Linked DNA regions of Mus musculus: regions 2, 3, 4 and 5 are each linked to region 1. A link is a contact called in public ChIA-PET, HiChIP or PLAC-seq and promoter capture Hi-C data. All regions are on one chromosome and are shown on one strand. The core of a region is the stretch at or near the end of the contact, and the rest is flanking DNA. Distances in the headings are between cores, read along the strand shown.

Region 1 (2,700 bases), core at 71-2,570:
TAAGGGGCTCGGGTCCCCGATTCCCGCCCCTCAGTCCGCAGGCCCCGGAAGCCACTTGGGGGAGGGGAAAGGGAGGGACCATGGAAGCAGGGACCGAGCCACCCCCGAGCGCGGCCGCGGCGCCTCCAGGACTCCCCCAGGGGCGGGGTGCGGGCACTCCAGCCCGCGGCGCCGACCCTGGACGCCTCCCCGGGAGCCTCCAGGGGCCCGGAGAGGAGGGTCCCCGGCCCAGGGCGTGACCGGGGCGCGAGGGCCGCCAGGACCCCTCCCGCTTCCCGCGGGGGGCCCCCGAGGGCCTGTCCCTGCAGGGGCCGCAGAAGGGGTACGGAAGAGGGGGCGCTGGCGAGCCAACCCGGAACCTCCTGGCCCGCAGCCCGCCTCCCGCCCCCGGCCGCGGCCCCAGCGCGCCTCCGGCACACATGCCCGCACCCAGAAAGTTAAGTCAGGGGCGAGCCCGGCGCGGCGCCGCCACCGCCGCCGCCGCCCGACCCCGGCTCCCCGCCCCCACCGCGGCCCGGCCTGCGCGGCCCGAGCGCTACCGCCCCGAAGCCACCCAAGCCCGAGGCCCCCCAGACGCCCGAGCCCCCGCCGCCGCCCCTGCCGGCCGCGTCACCTTCACACACCCCCGGCACTTCCCAGGTCCTGCCTCCCCTCGGCCGGCTCCCACCCGTGCAGCAGTGGCCGCACGCCTCCCGGGAAGAAAGCACCGGCCGCGACTGCGCCCGCCGGCCCGGGCTTCCCCCGCCTGCCCGGGCTGCGCCGCGCAGCCTCGAGGGGGCCGGAGCAGGGGCCCGCGGCACAACCGCCGCTTCCCAGCCTGGTGCTCACCTCTCGGCCGGCGCCGCGGGCTGCAGCCTCCACCCGCCTCGCGCTCCAGGGCTCGTCTCCCGAGCTCTCTCGCCCGGCGCCCGAGCGCCTCCTTTCTCTCCCGGGGACTCGGCGTCTTCCCGCCCTCCCCCCTCCCCCCGGGAGCCGAGTCCCCGGCTCGGCCGCGCCTCGAGGATGGGCGTCGCGGGCTCCGCACGCCTGGGCAGCGGTGCCCGCACACAACAACAGCCTGCCCGGCCGGCCGGCGCGCGGCTCCGCCGGGCTGCGCGCACCAAGGGCAGCGGCCCGGGTGGGAATGCGGCGCCCCCCGCCCGCCGCCCGTGAGCCCCCAGGGGAGGCGCGCTTACCAATGTGGCCGTCACGCCGTCAGGTGCGGGCTGCCGTCGGCGCTGACCTCCGCCGCCGCCGCGGGAGCCCAGGCTGCGGCCGCCATGTTCCCGTGTTAATAACTGCTGCCTGGTTGTTTATTTCAATGGAGATCCTCCCCCAGCTCCCTCCTCCTCCTCCCCCTCCTCCTCCGCGGCTCTGCACTTGCGGAGAGAGACACAGACCGCGCGAGCTCGCGAGCAGGGGAGGGGGCTCGGGCACGGGGCTGGCCCGCCCTCCGCCTCCCCGCCGCCTCCGAGCGAACGCTGTCACCGCTCAGGGGACCGGGCGGAAACTTGCGTCCCGCGCCCCCGAGCGTGGGCCCGGGAACACCGGGGCTACCCCACCCGCGGGGTCCTCAGCATCTCCCTGGCTGGCGAGACTTCAGAGCTCGGGGAGTTGGACAAGATGGGTGGCTGTGGTCTAGGGACCGTGACCTATGGGTGACTGGAAGTGAAGGGAGAGTCAACAGAGGACTCCATGCGAGGGCAAAGGGCAATGCCCAAAAGAAAGCTAAAAAGGGGGACTGGCCCGGGCCTGGGGGTGGAGGCCAAGGGACTGCCGCGCCTCCGACGGCAGGGACGCTGCGGCGAGAAGGTCGCGGAAAACCTAGTCCCAGAGGTGCCTCCCGCGCGCGCTCAGGCAGGGCCCGGTAGCCGGCAGCCTGCACCCCTCGGGCGCACCTCTGCACCCAGACGCTGTTCCGGGGCGCACTCCTTGGCCACCATGTCCCCTCGGTTTTTTCGTGGATACGCCTCCCCAATTGCTGTCCCTGAGGTCTCTGGAGGGGATAGAGGGGCGTGACCGCGGGAGGCGAACTTACCGGGGTACCACCCCGGGATTGCCTGACAAAGCAAAGGCTGCTCAGTATTTAGAAAGACCGAGGGGAGTGTTCTCCGCACGCAGTGAGACAACAAAAGTTTTGTTTTGTTTTTTAATTGGGGAATCCATTATCAAATCCTCAATGGAGTATTGGGATTAAGGAGACGTGGAGGAGTTTTCACGTTTAAATGTTGTTTGGTTTTTAACTGGAAAAGCAACTTCTTTTCCATTTAGATATAATTAGTTGAAAGAAATGAGCAACATTTGTTTGCTTAACGGAAGTTATCAAAATATGACAGGAACACGTTTCCTTATTTTAACTCTTATGAAAGGTCACTTGCCATAGACAATAAGTGTTTATTGAACTGTAACGACTTGGCACTGCATTAAGTGATTCACACACACTCCAAATTTTAATCCTCAAACCTTACGAAGTAATTGCTATTTTTATACCTCATAAAACATTGAAACCTAAAGAAGTAATTTTTGTAGAGTTACACAGTAAGCAAGGTGGGCAAGATTTGAGCCCAGGTCCATTAATTGCAAAACATGCTTTTTGATCGTATTTTTTTTTTAGCTCCAGTTTATTATGACAAAGAAAAAGAAAAGTATATGCCTACTTGGCTATAGCTAGAAAATATTTAGAAAGCTGTAACAAATGTTAACATTGGTGAGTGGAATCGG
Region 2 (2,700 bases), core at 93-2,592, 270 kb after region 1:
GAGTAAAGCCATGTGATCATCAGTGTGGCCAGGAGTGTACAAAACTCTAGGTAAGAACACAGGTTAGGAAGAACAACAAATCAACAAGCATGAATTCTTACGCTTGCGCAAAATGTTGAGAAGTGACCAATTCTGTCACCTGTAGACAAGACGGCAACACATGCTGTCAAGGAGGGGATTTCATTTTTTCCCAGGGGTTGCTTGTAAAAATCTGACCCCACACAAATATCTCCTATTCTTAGATCATGTTTCTTATCCAAAAGTACACATTCAATAACATATTTTCTTCTTATTTCATAAGTAAGATGATTACAACAAATTTGAAAAACATGAAAGGATAAAAAAGATGAAAATCAAGATTACTCAGAAACAGTACTTTTAGATAAGAACATAACTTTTCAATTTTGTATGGTAACAATTAAAAAACAAAACTGTGTGTTTTAAAGTTTTCATTTACTTCATTGCATTTCTCTACATTATTAAATTTCTATAGGTAAATCCCGAAGCTCTCTACATAATAGCTGGGACAGTGCTACATGTTCCGAAAATAAAATTTTACTCTAATAGTATTTATATAAAAATTTTAGAGAAATAAGAGTACATACATACATGAAAGTAAAGGTAAAACACTCAAACAGATGAAAAAGCATCAACTAAGGAGCCAATTAATGTCAAGAGTATTTGTAAGCCATATAAATATTTAAAACTATGTGCCTCAGAAGCAAAGACAAACAAGCCTTTAGAATCAAATAAAAACCTTAACCAAGACTAATTATGGACATTAAGAACTTGATTTATGCTATTCTTTGGTAGTGCAGCCACTAATTTAGTTGCCCAAACTCTAACTCCACCACCCATGCTCCTGTAAACAATCCTAAACACCTGCCTGCCCGCCCGCACACCCACACACCCCGACGGAGGGGCGGCTGGGATGGGGAGAAAGGATGTGGAAGGAGGGGACTAGCTGGCAGAAGGAAAGGAGCAGCAGAGTGGGACAGTAAAGGAAGGATAGAGGATGTAAGACGGTGTAAATGTCATGATGAAACCCAGGATGGCCTATGACTAATACTTGCTATCAAAAAGCCCTTAAACTTATGAACAGATTATGGTACCTTTACGTAACAAGAAATATGTCTTTAAGAGCTTTTTATTTATATTCACATTAAGTTTTATAGCTATACCAATAGTAAATGAAGAGCTAAGTCTAGTTTGTTCTGCAAAGCACCTCTTCATGTCTCAGCTGGTGCACTCCTCTTGTTTTCCTGGTGCACTGGGAGACACACTTGCTCTCTATGTGGTGCACCATGAGTCACACTTGCTCTCCACGTAGTGCACGGTGAGTCACACTTGTACTTTACAGCTTGCACCCTGTTTTCCTGTTTACTATTCAGGCTCCTGATGAGCAGGGCCCTTGTTATTCTCCACTGTCTGCTTGCAGTTCGCAGCTCTTAGTGACATCTGGTTTTACAACCCAGCTTTCCTTGTCTTGGCGCTGACCCAGCTGCTTGTGGGTAATGCACACCTAAGCCTGACACGGCTCCAGGGTGGGTTCTACTAACCTTCCCACTGTCCATGAGTGAATCACAGAAGACATCAGTAAATTCTGACTAATACTTCTCAAACTTAATTTTATTTATAAGAGACTAACTTAATTACCTTTCTCTGTCTGATTTACATAGACTGATTTGTATATTCTTGAAATATTTTAAATAAAACTCTCAATAATGACCTATTTAGGGGAATAGGGCAAATATAACTGCATATTTATATTTAATACTTAGGGACTCAATATGGGTTCTTGATTAGAGACAGTAGAGTGCATATCTACATATGTTTTCCTTCTAAAACCCCCAGAAAAGGTGTTTGTTTTGCTTTGGGTTTTTTTTTTTTTTTTGGTAAAGATGTAATCCCAACAGGGATGAAAGGAATGGGCAGGACGAGCACAGCTGAATGAGAGCAGTTGACAGTATTAGCAGTCACCAGAAAGCTGAGGGCTAAGCGGGCAGAGAAAGCTGGGGATCACCTAGCAGAGGCCCCTGAAAGCTGAGCATTTGGGGTATCAGGAACCTGGAAGATGAGGGGACATTAGGGGAAAGGTGGTTAAAAAAATATTGGAAATGTGCTTAACAAATATTCAGGCCGTGGCTGGAGCTCAGAGGCAGAACACCTGAACACGTGCGGTCCTGGATTCAATCCTCCACACCCCAAATCCCAAACAGACAAACAAACAAACCCCAAGCAGAATTGAAACCTGCCACATACACAAGTTGTATTCTTCTTTGAGCTGTGTGACAAGTACCTTAAGCCTGCTGATGGAACAGGCTCAGGTGGAGCAGAGATAACACACCGAGAAATGGAGATTCCTAACACAGGCCAATGCCATTTGGACGTCATTTTTCATGTATTGTTATTGAGGTCTTTACCCTTACCAAGATGTCAAAAAAAGTCTTTTCTAAGGTATTTAGTAAAATGACTTAGAAAATAACCTTAGCAAAAGCCTAAGTTGTCAAAAATGGGTCCCCAGTAAAGTTCACCTTGATTATGATACCATGAGGCTCGTGCCAACAACTCTGTCCTCCCAGTCAGTTCTCAGGACTCACAAATAGCTCTACAGCTTTCATCAGAAGAAAATCAGGAAACATGAGAGGGTAATTAAGATAATTAAAAGAAACATCTCTCACATTGCAGATGGTGGATAAG
Region 3 (2,700 bases), core at 160-2,659, 330 kb after region 1:
CAAGGGTTCTTCGAAATCATCTTAAGTGGGGTGAAGAGGACTATCTCTAAGAAATTAAATCTTGAGGGTTGTCTGAAAAAGGGGGAGTTGTGAGTTCTCTAGTTACAAAGTCATTAGTGGCAAAGGGCCAATAGTGATGAGGTTGGTTTCTTTGATCACTGATTGGCCCAGCTGCATGAAAGAGCAGGATGACAGACTCAGGCTCCAAAGTCCAATTTTATCTATATTTCAATCTTTGGGCAGAGGGTGTGGAGGGTGGGCAGAGCCTGGAAGAATTTAGTCTGAAGTCCTCCTGGGTTGTCTGTCATCTTAACATAGTATACCATCTTGTTTATTCTAGCTCTGGGTAGTGGCTGCACTGAGTACCCTAAGGCACATGGAAAAGGAGTGCTTGTTGCTTCTCAGTTTGCTAAGCATGGCAGGATGGTGTCAGTGGAGACCCTCTCCTCACAACTCAGAGGCTACATCTGTTCAGATATGGAGAAGGGCAGCCATTCACTGAGCAAAATGAGTCTGTTCTAAGCTCCAGCAGGGAACATCTGCCCACCCAGGACCTCTCCTGCCCTGCTGTCTGGGAACTCATCTCTCCACTCAGCATGGGAAGTAGATGGGAAGTAGGCTATGAGCATCAGCTTTCTCACTTAAGGACTAAAGGATTCATAGGCAACCCTTCCACTGAAAACATGGCATTGTATACGATACTTAGAAAGACTTTCCTAAATGCAAAATATCTGAGGTAACATATGGAACTGAGGATGCTCTCAGAAAAATATCTGATGTAATATATGGAAGTGGGAATGCTCTCAGCCTGACTAGAACTAATAAGGCGTTTGTACCCTGAGGGCTTTTCTGAGTCTCACAAACAGGAGTCATCAGTTTTGATGACTTCTCAGAGTGTGGGAGACAGAAATCAAGTGTGAAGGAAGGCAAATGCTAATTACAGGAAGCAAAAATGCTCTAAAAGAAGAAGATATAGTTTCTGAGAGGTTAAAAAAAAATAGCCCCAAGCCAACACAAGCCCTACTGATGTCGTTATGATTAAGTGAACATTGAAGATTTTTGCTAAACACCATTTTGTTTCTCTTTGGGGAGTTGGAGGGAGAGGGCTGGAGGACGGCCATATTTATATGTGCCAAGCTTTCCTTTCTCTGAATGGGAAGTGAGTGAGCAGGTCCACTACAGATAAACTCAGACTGTGCTTTGTGTAGAACTATGACAGCGTGTGTCAAAGGGACAACTAGGGGAGCTCTAAGGGACATCTTCTGGGGGTTACAGCTCACTGTCAAGGGAGCTAAAGCGAGTGACTGCTGGGTTCTTCAAGGACTGTAGAACTTTTAAAACTATGCATATGCATTAATTTGGTGGAGATTAAAGCCAGGCATGGTGGTGTACACTTGTAATCCCAGCACTCAGGAGCTGGAAGCACACAGCTTAACTTGAGTTTAAAACTACCCTGGACTACATAGTGGACTCTGTTTCACAAAACAAAACAAAACAAAACAAAACAAAACAAAACACAGCAAAAACAAAGGAAAGCAAAGCAAAACAAAGCAAAAAACAAAACTAAACAAAACAAAGCCAAGCCCCCCCCCCCAAAAAAAAAACATCCCCCAATATAAAAACACATCACATGGGCAGGAAAGATAGGTTAGCAGTTAAGAGTATTTACTGCTCTTGCACAAGGTTCAGGTTCAGGTTCCAAAAGCCATGCGATGACTCATGATTATCCCTAACTCCAGCTCCAGGAGATCAGTGCCCTCTTCTGACCTCCATGGGCACCAGGCGCATGCAGGCCAGACAGCCATAGATATAACATTGAAAAAAACCAAAAACCCAACACACCAGATAATTTAGGAGAAAGCAGTATTGTAATTAAAGAATAGGAGAAAAGTTAAGTCCAGGTTCTTAGTGTTTTGTGCCAAAATCAAGAGAGGAGAAAGACGTTTGTAAGAAGATTTGTCAAGAAATGACATTGGAAATCTGGCTGTACATGTATAGACCTCAGATACTAAGTACCCGAAAGGACTCATATTCTATATTCTCTGTGACTATTTCTTTCTGTCTTTGCTTCTATTTGCTTCACTTTTTAAACCATCCTCTGCTTTGAGTGAGGTAGTAATGACTTGTATTTTCAGAACAGTAATGAACTTCTGCTGTGTGCTGGTAAAGGTGCCAAATCTATAGAACTTTGTAAATTTTGGAGTCTGTTTGTTCATATGATGTAGAGTCTGTAGGTTCTGAAAAATTATTTTGTTAATGATGTATACTTATGTTAAATTTTCTTTTTATCTGTCTCATAATCCATTAAGCTATCTCCCAGTGAATTAAGTATGGTATAGGGTTAAAGCCAAATAGTGTAGAAAACCAAGACTTACAATTGTAGTGTTTAGCCAAGGTATTATTTATTGAATCTATTCAAGATAATTCTAAAGTAGTATGATACAGTTGATTAGCCTACCAATAAATATTAGTTCCATCACTTTCTAGTTGCACAATAAGAGTCAAGGAATATATTTCTTCAATTTTCCTCAGCTCTACTAATGCAATGTGGGGATATCGAAGAATTAGACATATAAGCTATGGCATGTGTCTACACTGCTACAGCATGCAGGGCACATGCTAGTTTATTGTTACTAATATTACTGTTACCATTTCTAACCTAGTGTGTTTTTTGTTTTTCTTTTGTAGGCATGGTCATCA
Region 4 (2,700 bases), core at 145-2,644, 510 kb before region 1:
CCCTCCCTGCTAGATTCTCCTGCCAGCTGTCAAAACAATTGAGCAGATTTTGGCATCTGCATAAAAAATTCACCACCACTCTCCAACTATACCTGAGGGCATCTTGGTTTTGTCAAAAACAGGGTATGGGCAGAGCTGGAAGTACGCCCCTGTTCAATTTCCCAATAGAGTCAAATTTTGTTGGGTGTTTACAAAGTTTATGTTAGTAGACAATGCATTCTTGGATATCAAGTAAGACCCCCCCCCCCAAACAAAACGTGTTCCACGCTGCATCTCTGAGGGACATGTGACCCTCAAAGCTGCTGTTAGGAACTACAGTAGTCCTCTAAGGCCAACCTGTGGCTTCTCCGAGTTCCCAGCCCTTCCCACACTCAAGAAATAGCCTATTGTGACCACGCTCATTGGACTAGTGAGCTAGCTTTCCCCTACACTGTTGCCGAAGACTTTGCCAGCACAGTATCTTGGGCTGTCAAGACACATGACGCTGTACATGCAAGGAGAGAGAACGGCCTTTTAGAATTAGACTCTGACATTTAGGGAGTAGAGACATCACACAGAGACAGCAAGGTGAGAGATTTCAACCTGATATGTGAACTATGACCAAAAATATCGCTTCCTACTGGGTCTCCTAGTCCTTGTACCAGAAAACTTCCCGAATCCTCAGGTTTGGAACCTGTACCCTCCCTACCCTCTCCCACCCCCATAAGCCCAACAAACCCAATTCAAGGATTGAGAAGAACTAGTTAATTCTAGTAGCTTTCTGCAGAAGAAAAAAGGTCCTAGACTTTGCATCCTCTAAAGTCAGGAGCATAGAAGTAGAGTGTGTGCTTTTCTTTCTTTTCTTTTCTTTTTTTTCTTTTGTGTGTGTGTGTGAGAGAGTTTAATTTTTTTAATTCGATATTTTCTTCATTTACATTTCAAATGCTATCCCAAAAGTCCCCCATACCCTTCCCCCCCCCCACTCCCCTACACACCCACTACCACTTCTTGGCCCTAGCATTCTCCTGTACTGAGGCATATAAAGTTTGCAAGACCAAGGGGTCTCTCTTCCCAATGATTGCCGACTAGGCCATCTTCTGCTACATATGCAGCTAGAGACACGAACTCCAGGGGTACTGGTTAGATCATATTGTTGTTCCACCTATAGGGTTGCAGATCCCTTTAGCTCCTTGGGTACTTTCTCTAGCTCCTCCATTGGGGCCCTGTGATCCATCCAATAGCTGACTGTGAGCATCCACTTCTGTGTTTGCCAGGCACTGGCATAGCCTCACAAGAGACAGCTATATCAGGGTCCTTTCAGCAAAATCTTGCTGGCGTATGCAATGGTGTCAGCATTTGGAGGCTGATTATGGGATGGATCCCAGTGTGCTTTTCATAATGAACACTAGGTGGCACTTCAGTACAGCTAAAGACATTTTCATTTCCATACACTGCAGTTTGTTCATGCTTGCTCTCATGTACTGCATTTGACAAGAAAATATCTTGATCCGTGGCAAGTGTGACCTTTCTTCAGAGCCTGAGCCATCACAGTAGACCCAAGTGCAGTTTCATCTCTCTGCTGTTTTGTGTTCCTATCATAAATTGGAACTGTGTCAAATGTTGGCTCTTACCCTCAAAGCTGTACAGGAAATCTCCAGCTCCCAGGACAGCTCTGACTTTGCGCAATTAAAAGCATGTCTTTGATTCACACGTGCTGAAGCCATGGAGACCATCTCTACTTCGTTGGCCATTTTACAAAGAGCAAAAGAAACTAGATGCTTTTTCAATAATAAAACTCCAAGGCTGGGTTAAAGCAAGGAAATGAAATGACCAGAGTCTATAACCCTCCGTACTGTTCATTTCTTAATGTCATGAAAGTGTGCATACGCTTGGGGGCGGGGGGCGTTCAGGTTACAGAAACTGTAAGTAATTGGGGAGAAATCATATTGCCTTACTCTGCCCACAGCATAGCCATTTTAAACAGCTGCTAAAATCTTCTAGAGTCAAACTGGTTCCTTGAACCAGCTTTTTTGGGCTTTCGGGTTGAGAGAGGGGAGGGAGGGTATTCTGAACCTGTGAGTTTGGGAAGTTCCCCTGTAGAAGGGCTAAGAAGCCCAGCAGAAGGTAGCATTTTTGGTCCTAACTCACTAGCTAGACTAGCTAGAGTGTGTGGCAGCATCCTTCCCATCTGTGTGAATGGCTTTCCCGGTGACTGCAATGCAGGAGGAAATCGAGGCTCTCCCAGCTGCACAACCACTCACTCATATAACTCATGTACCAGCCCAGGTATGTGGACCATTGCGACTCTCTCAGCACACCATGAGGTGTGTCGGGAGCGCAAAATGGAGCAATCATCTTTCCATCAAGAGTGCTCACAGCCGACTAAATATATCTGCTCAGGGCTTCCGCCGTGGCTCAGGGCTTCCGCCGTGGCTCAGAACTTCCGCCGTGGCTCAGGGCTTCCGCCGTGGCTCAGGGCTTTCGCCTTGGCTCAGGGCTTCAGCTGTGACTCATGCTGCTGTTTCAGTCTTTCACCTCCTGCCTCTCACCCAGAAGTTTCAGATGCCAGCGCATTCAGGAGAACTCCTGTGAGACAGGAGAAGCATCCAAATGCAGTAGTTGGTGGGCCTGCAGGACAGCGTGTTACGTGTAATCTGACACAGAGAGGACTAGCACATGTTCTCGCTCACGTGGGAGCCCAGAGCTTTAGTGTGATACCAG
Region 5 (2,700 bases), core at 119-2,618, 310 kb before region 1:
GCTTACTTCTTTGAGTGATGTTTTTGTCTAGTCAGCTGGTTTTGATATTTTAGAGACAGGGTCTGACCTTGAGATTACTATGTACCCAAGGCTGGCTTTCCACTCCTCATTCTCCCATCTCCACCCACCCTGTTCTGGGATCACCGCACTTACATCTGTTTGTTTCAAACCAGCAAGCTCTCATTGTTGTACTCCTATCCAGGCCATCACTGGTAACAACAGTGCCCACTGACCATGTGTTCTAAGACCCTGAAGGAGAGGCTTCAAATGGTAGCAAATCCTGAACAGGCTGGGTTTTCCTATGTATGTACACCCGTCAAGATGTTTTTCTCCTCCCCACCCATCCCCTGCAGGACATGGACCTGGGCACCCTGTGCCTTTCCACTTATTACCATATCGGAGTCATAATGTACTTTGTTTCTCTGCCAATTAAAGAATTCTGCAAAGCACTCAAGAGGCAGGCAGAGATCTCTGAGTTACAGATCTACCCAATCTGCATAGTGAGTCCTAAGCCGAAGCTACATAGTCTCAAAAGAGAAGTTGTTTTTGTTTTTAATTTTTGTTTTGTTTAAGGCAATGTGCACACAGCTAAGATTGATCTTGAACTCTTGGTCCTTCTCCCCCAACCTCCCGAGTGCTGGGATGACAGGGAGGAACCGCTGTACCCAGCTCTCAGTGTAAATTTTTATTGAGGATCTGTGGGCTACAAAGCAGTAACCATCAATATAATTTGAAAAATGTAACACCCTCTGCTATTCAGTAGGTGTCGATGTTCTACTGCTGTGAAGAGACCATGACCGAGGAAGCACATCTTATAAAGGAGAGCATTTCATTACGGCCTGCCTATACTATAAGAGGTTTAGTTCATCATTAGCTTGGCGAGGAGCATGGCAGCACACAGGAGAAGGAGCTTAGTGTTCTACGTCTGGATCCACAAACAGTAGGGGAGAAAAAGACTCTGAAGTTGGCATGAGCTTCTGAAACCTCAAAGCCAAAACACTTCCTCCAAAAAGATCACTACCCCTAATCCTTTCAAATAATAGTGCCACTCCCTGGTGACCAAGCATTCAAGTCTATGCACTTATGCAAACCATTCTTATTCAAACTACAAAAGAGGGTTAAATGTGTACAGTCTGCCTTTCTGTTAAACTGACCCATCTCAAACTACCACATTCTGGATTTCCTTTCTTCTCTTTCCTCCTCGTCCTCGTCCTCCTCGTCCTCCTCTTCCTCCTCCTCCTCCTCATCCTTTTTCTCTTCCTCTCTCCTCTCTTCTTATTTTTGAGACAGGGGTGTGTTTAGTCCATGCTGGTCTTGAACTTGACACGCCACAATGACAATCTTGAACTGTTGTCATGGAATCCAACACTGGATTGTAAACTGAAATGTGTTAGGAAATGGGCAGTGATGGAGCATATCTTTGATCCCAGTGCTTTGATCCTGAGGCAGAGGCAGGGTGATCTCTGGGTTTAAGGCCAGCCTGGTCTATTGAATGAGTTCCATAATAGCTAGAGCTACACAGAGAAACCCTGTCTTGAAAAACCAAAGGAGAGGTCTGGAAGAGATGGCACAGCACTTAAGAGCACTGACTTCTCTTCCAGAGGTCCTGAGTTCAATTCCCAGCAACCACATGGTGGCTCACAACCACCTGTAATGAGATCTGATGCCCTCTTCTGGTGTGTCTGAAGACAACTATAGTGTACTCATTTACATAAGATAGCACAAAAGATGACTCTATATTGCTCCGGTAACAAGAACACTGAAGAAAACCCTCTCCTTTGGTTTTCTGTATATAAGTTATCTGTTGCTGTATGTCTTCAGACCCAACTGAAGAGAGCATCAGATCCCATTATAGATGGTTTTGAGCCTCCATGTAGTTGCTGGGAATTGAACTCAGGACCTCTGGAAAAGAAGTCAGTGCTCTTAAGTGCTGTGCCATCTCTTCCAGAGCTCTCCTTTGGTTTTTCAAGACAGGGTTTCTCTGTGTAGCTCTAGCTATTATGGAACTCATTCAATAGACCAGGCTGGGAATTGAACTCAGGATCTCTGGAAAAGCAGTCTGTGATCTTAATCACTGAGTCATCTCTCCAGCCTGGTTTTTCTTTTAAACTCTAATAAGAGCACCCTCAAGATTTCTTTTCAGCCAATTCTTAATTTTTTTTTTCAGTAGTAGCAAGGCCAAAAACCCAGAGCGAAGTCCTCAGCTTCTCTGATAACACATAGCAACTCCACCAAGGCTCCTCAAAATCTTCTGTGGCATTCTCACCATGAAGAACAAAAGTAACTGCTGAGCTGTTGAGTCTCTTGGTCCCAGCTATCAAGGCAGATGTGTACCTTCAAAAAGACATCAGTGAGCTGAGGGTGGTGCTTATCAGAAGAATATGTGCTTGGCACTCAGAAGGCTTTTGTGAGGAGCAGCTGATCCCCAGCACCCTGAAAAATCAGGCTGATGCAAGCAAAGCTACTCAATTGTCTGTCTTTGTGTTTCAGTGAATCTGGGAAAGGAAGAAGGCAGGAGGCTGTGGCTCACACCTGAAATCCCAGCACTCAGGAGGCAAAGGCTGAAGGATCACTGAAAAAATGTGAGGCCAACCTGAGCTACGTAATGAGTTCCAGGGTTAGCTCAGGCTATATAGACCTGAGCCTCAGCGGAAGGAAACTGGCTGTGCCTTAGCAAGAGAACACCCGGCAGCATAACTG

What was found. Promoter capture Hi-C pulls out the DNA fragments that hold promoters and counts their contacts. ChIA-PET counts read pairs in DNA pulled down with a chosen protein or histone mark. HiChIP or PLAC-seq counts read pairs in DNA pulled down with a chosen protein or histone mark.
Region 2: an RNA polymerase II ChIA-PET map of effector CD8 T cells shows a contact between it and region 1, with 11 read pairs. The contact joins the enhancer-like site here to the promoter of Ncoa2 in region 1. A contact is called at or near these places in 7 of 39 promoter capture datasets (the 3T3-L1 cell line, the C10 cell line, the HPC-7 cell line and 2 more), 4 of 484 Hi-C or Micro-C datasets (CD8 T cells, Th1 cells, embryonic stem cells and 1 more), 6 of 115 datasets of contacts at active chromatin or transcription factors (effector CD8 T cells, embryonic stem cells, forebrain and 3 more) and 2 of 9 other capture datasets (adipose tissue and liver).
Region 3: a contact with region 1 is called in a promoter capture Hi-C map of liver. The contact joins the enhancer-like site here to the promoter of Ncoa2 in region 1. A contact is called at or near these places in 3 of 39 promoter capture datasets (the HPC-7 cell line, liver and pre-B cells) and 3 of 115 datasets of contacts at active chromatin or transcription factors (large pre-B cells, pancreatic cancer cells and pro-B cells).
Region 4: a contact with region 1 is called in a promoter capture Hi-C map of hippocampal neurons, with 3 times the contacts expected there. The contact joins the enhancer-like site here to the promoter of Ncoa2 in region 1. A contact is called at or near these places in 4 of 39 promoter capture datasets (embryonic stem cells, hippocampal neurons, pre-B cells and 1 more), 2 of 484 Hi-C or Micro-C datasets (embryonic stem cells and muscle stem cells), 3 of 115 datasets of contacts at active chromatin or transcription factors (astrocytes, bone marrow-derived macrophages and embryonic stem cells) and 1 of 9 other capture datasets (embryonic stem cells).
Region 5: an H3K4me3 HiChIP or PLAC-seq map of embryonic stem cells shows a contact between it and region 1, with 8 times the contacts expected there. The contact joins the enhancer-like site here to the promoter of Ncoa2 in region 1. A contact is called at or near these places in 3 of 39 promoter capture datasets (the C10 cell line, embryonic stem cells and stem cell-derived epiblast-like cells), 10 of 484 Hi-C or Micro-C datasets (brown adipocytes, cerebellum, embryonic stem cells and 1 more), 11 of 115 datasets of contacts at active chromatin or transcription factors (embryonic stem cells, large pre-B cells, pro-B cells and 1 more) and 1 of 9 other capture datasets (embryonic stem cells).

Annotation. Positions count from the first base shown.
Region 1 is chr1:13,372,763-13,375,462 of GRCm38.p6, forward strand. Ncoa2 (nuclear receptor coactivator 2) reads right to left here and starts at 1,321. Exons shown (of 23, transcript NM_008678.3): 1 at 1,176-1,321.
Region 2 is chr1:13,638,364-13,641,063 of GRCm38.p6, forward strand. It overlaps Lactb2 (lactamase, beta 2), which reads right to left. Exons shown (of 7, transcript NM_145381.2): 4 at 1-46. Among named protein-coding and RNA genes, the nearest start is that of Lactb2, 21 kb to the right of the region's middle. Within about 2 kb of position 1,343, at least 74 of the 459 cell types and tissues checked have an H3K27ac peak or open chromatin away from gene starts, as enhancers often do. A contact at or near this core is called in CD8 T cells, Th1 cells, effector CD8 T cells and 2 more, where this site is marked.
Region 3 is chr1:13,698,067-13,700,766 of GRCm38.p6, forward strand. Xkr9 (X-linked Kx blood group related 9) reads left to right here. Exons shown (of 4, transcript NM_001011873.2): 4 at 2,689-2,700. Among named protein-coding and RNA genes, the nearest start is that of Xkr9, 31 kb to the left of the region's middle. Within about 2 kb of position 1,410, at least 4 of the 459 cell types and tissues checked have an H3K27ac peak or open chromatin away from gene starts, as enhancers often do. A contact at or near this core is called in liver, where this site is marked.
Region 4 is chr1:12,862,842-12,865,541 of GRCm38.p6, forward strand. No RefSeq gene overlaps it. Among named protein-coding and RNA genes, the nearest start is that of Slco5a1, 130 kb to the right of the region's middle. Within about 2 kb of position 1,395, at least 97 of the 459 cell types and tissues checked have an H3K27ac peak or open chromatin away from gene starts, as enhancers often do. A contact at or near this core is called in bone marrow-derived macrophages, hippocampal neurons and muscle stem cells, where this site is marked.
Region 5 is chr1:13,058,768-13,061,467 of GRCm38.p6, forward strand. No RefSeq gene overlaps it. Among named protein-coding and RNA genes, the nearest start is that of Gm39592, 45 kb to the right of the region's middle. Within about 2 kb of position 1,369, at least 5 of the 459 cell types and tissues checked have an H3K27ac peak or open chromatin away from gene starts, as enhancers often do. A contact at or near this core is called in embryonic stem cells, where this site is marked.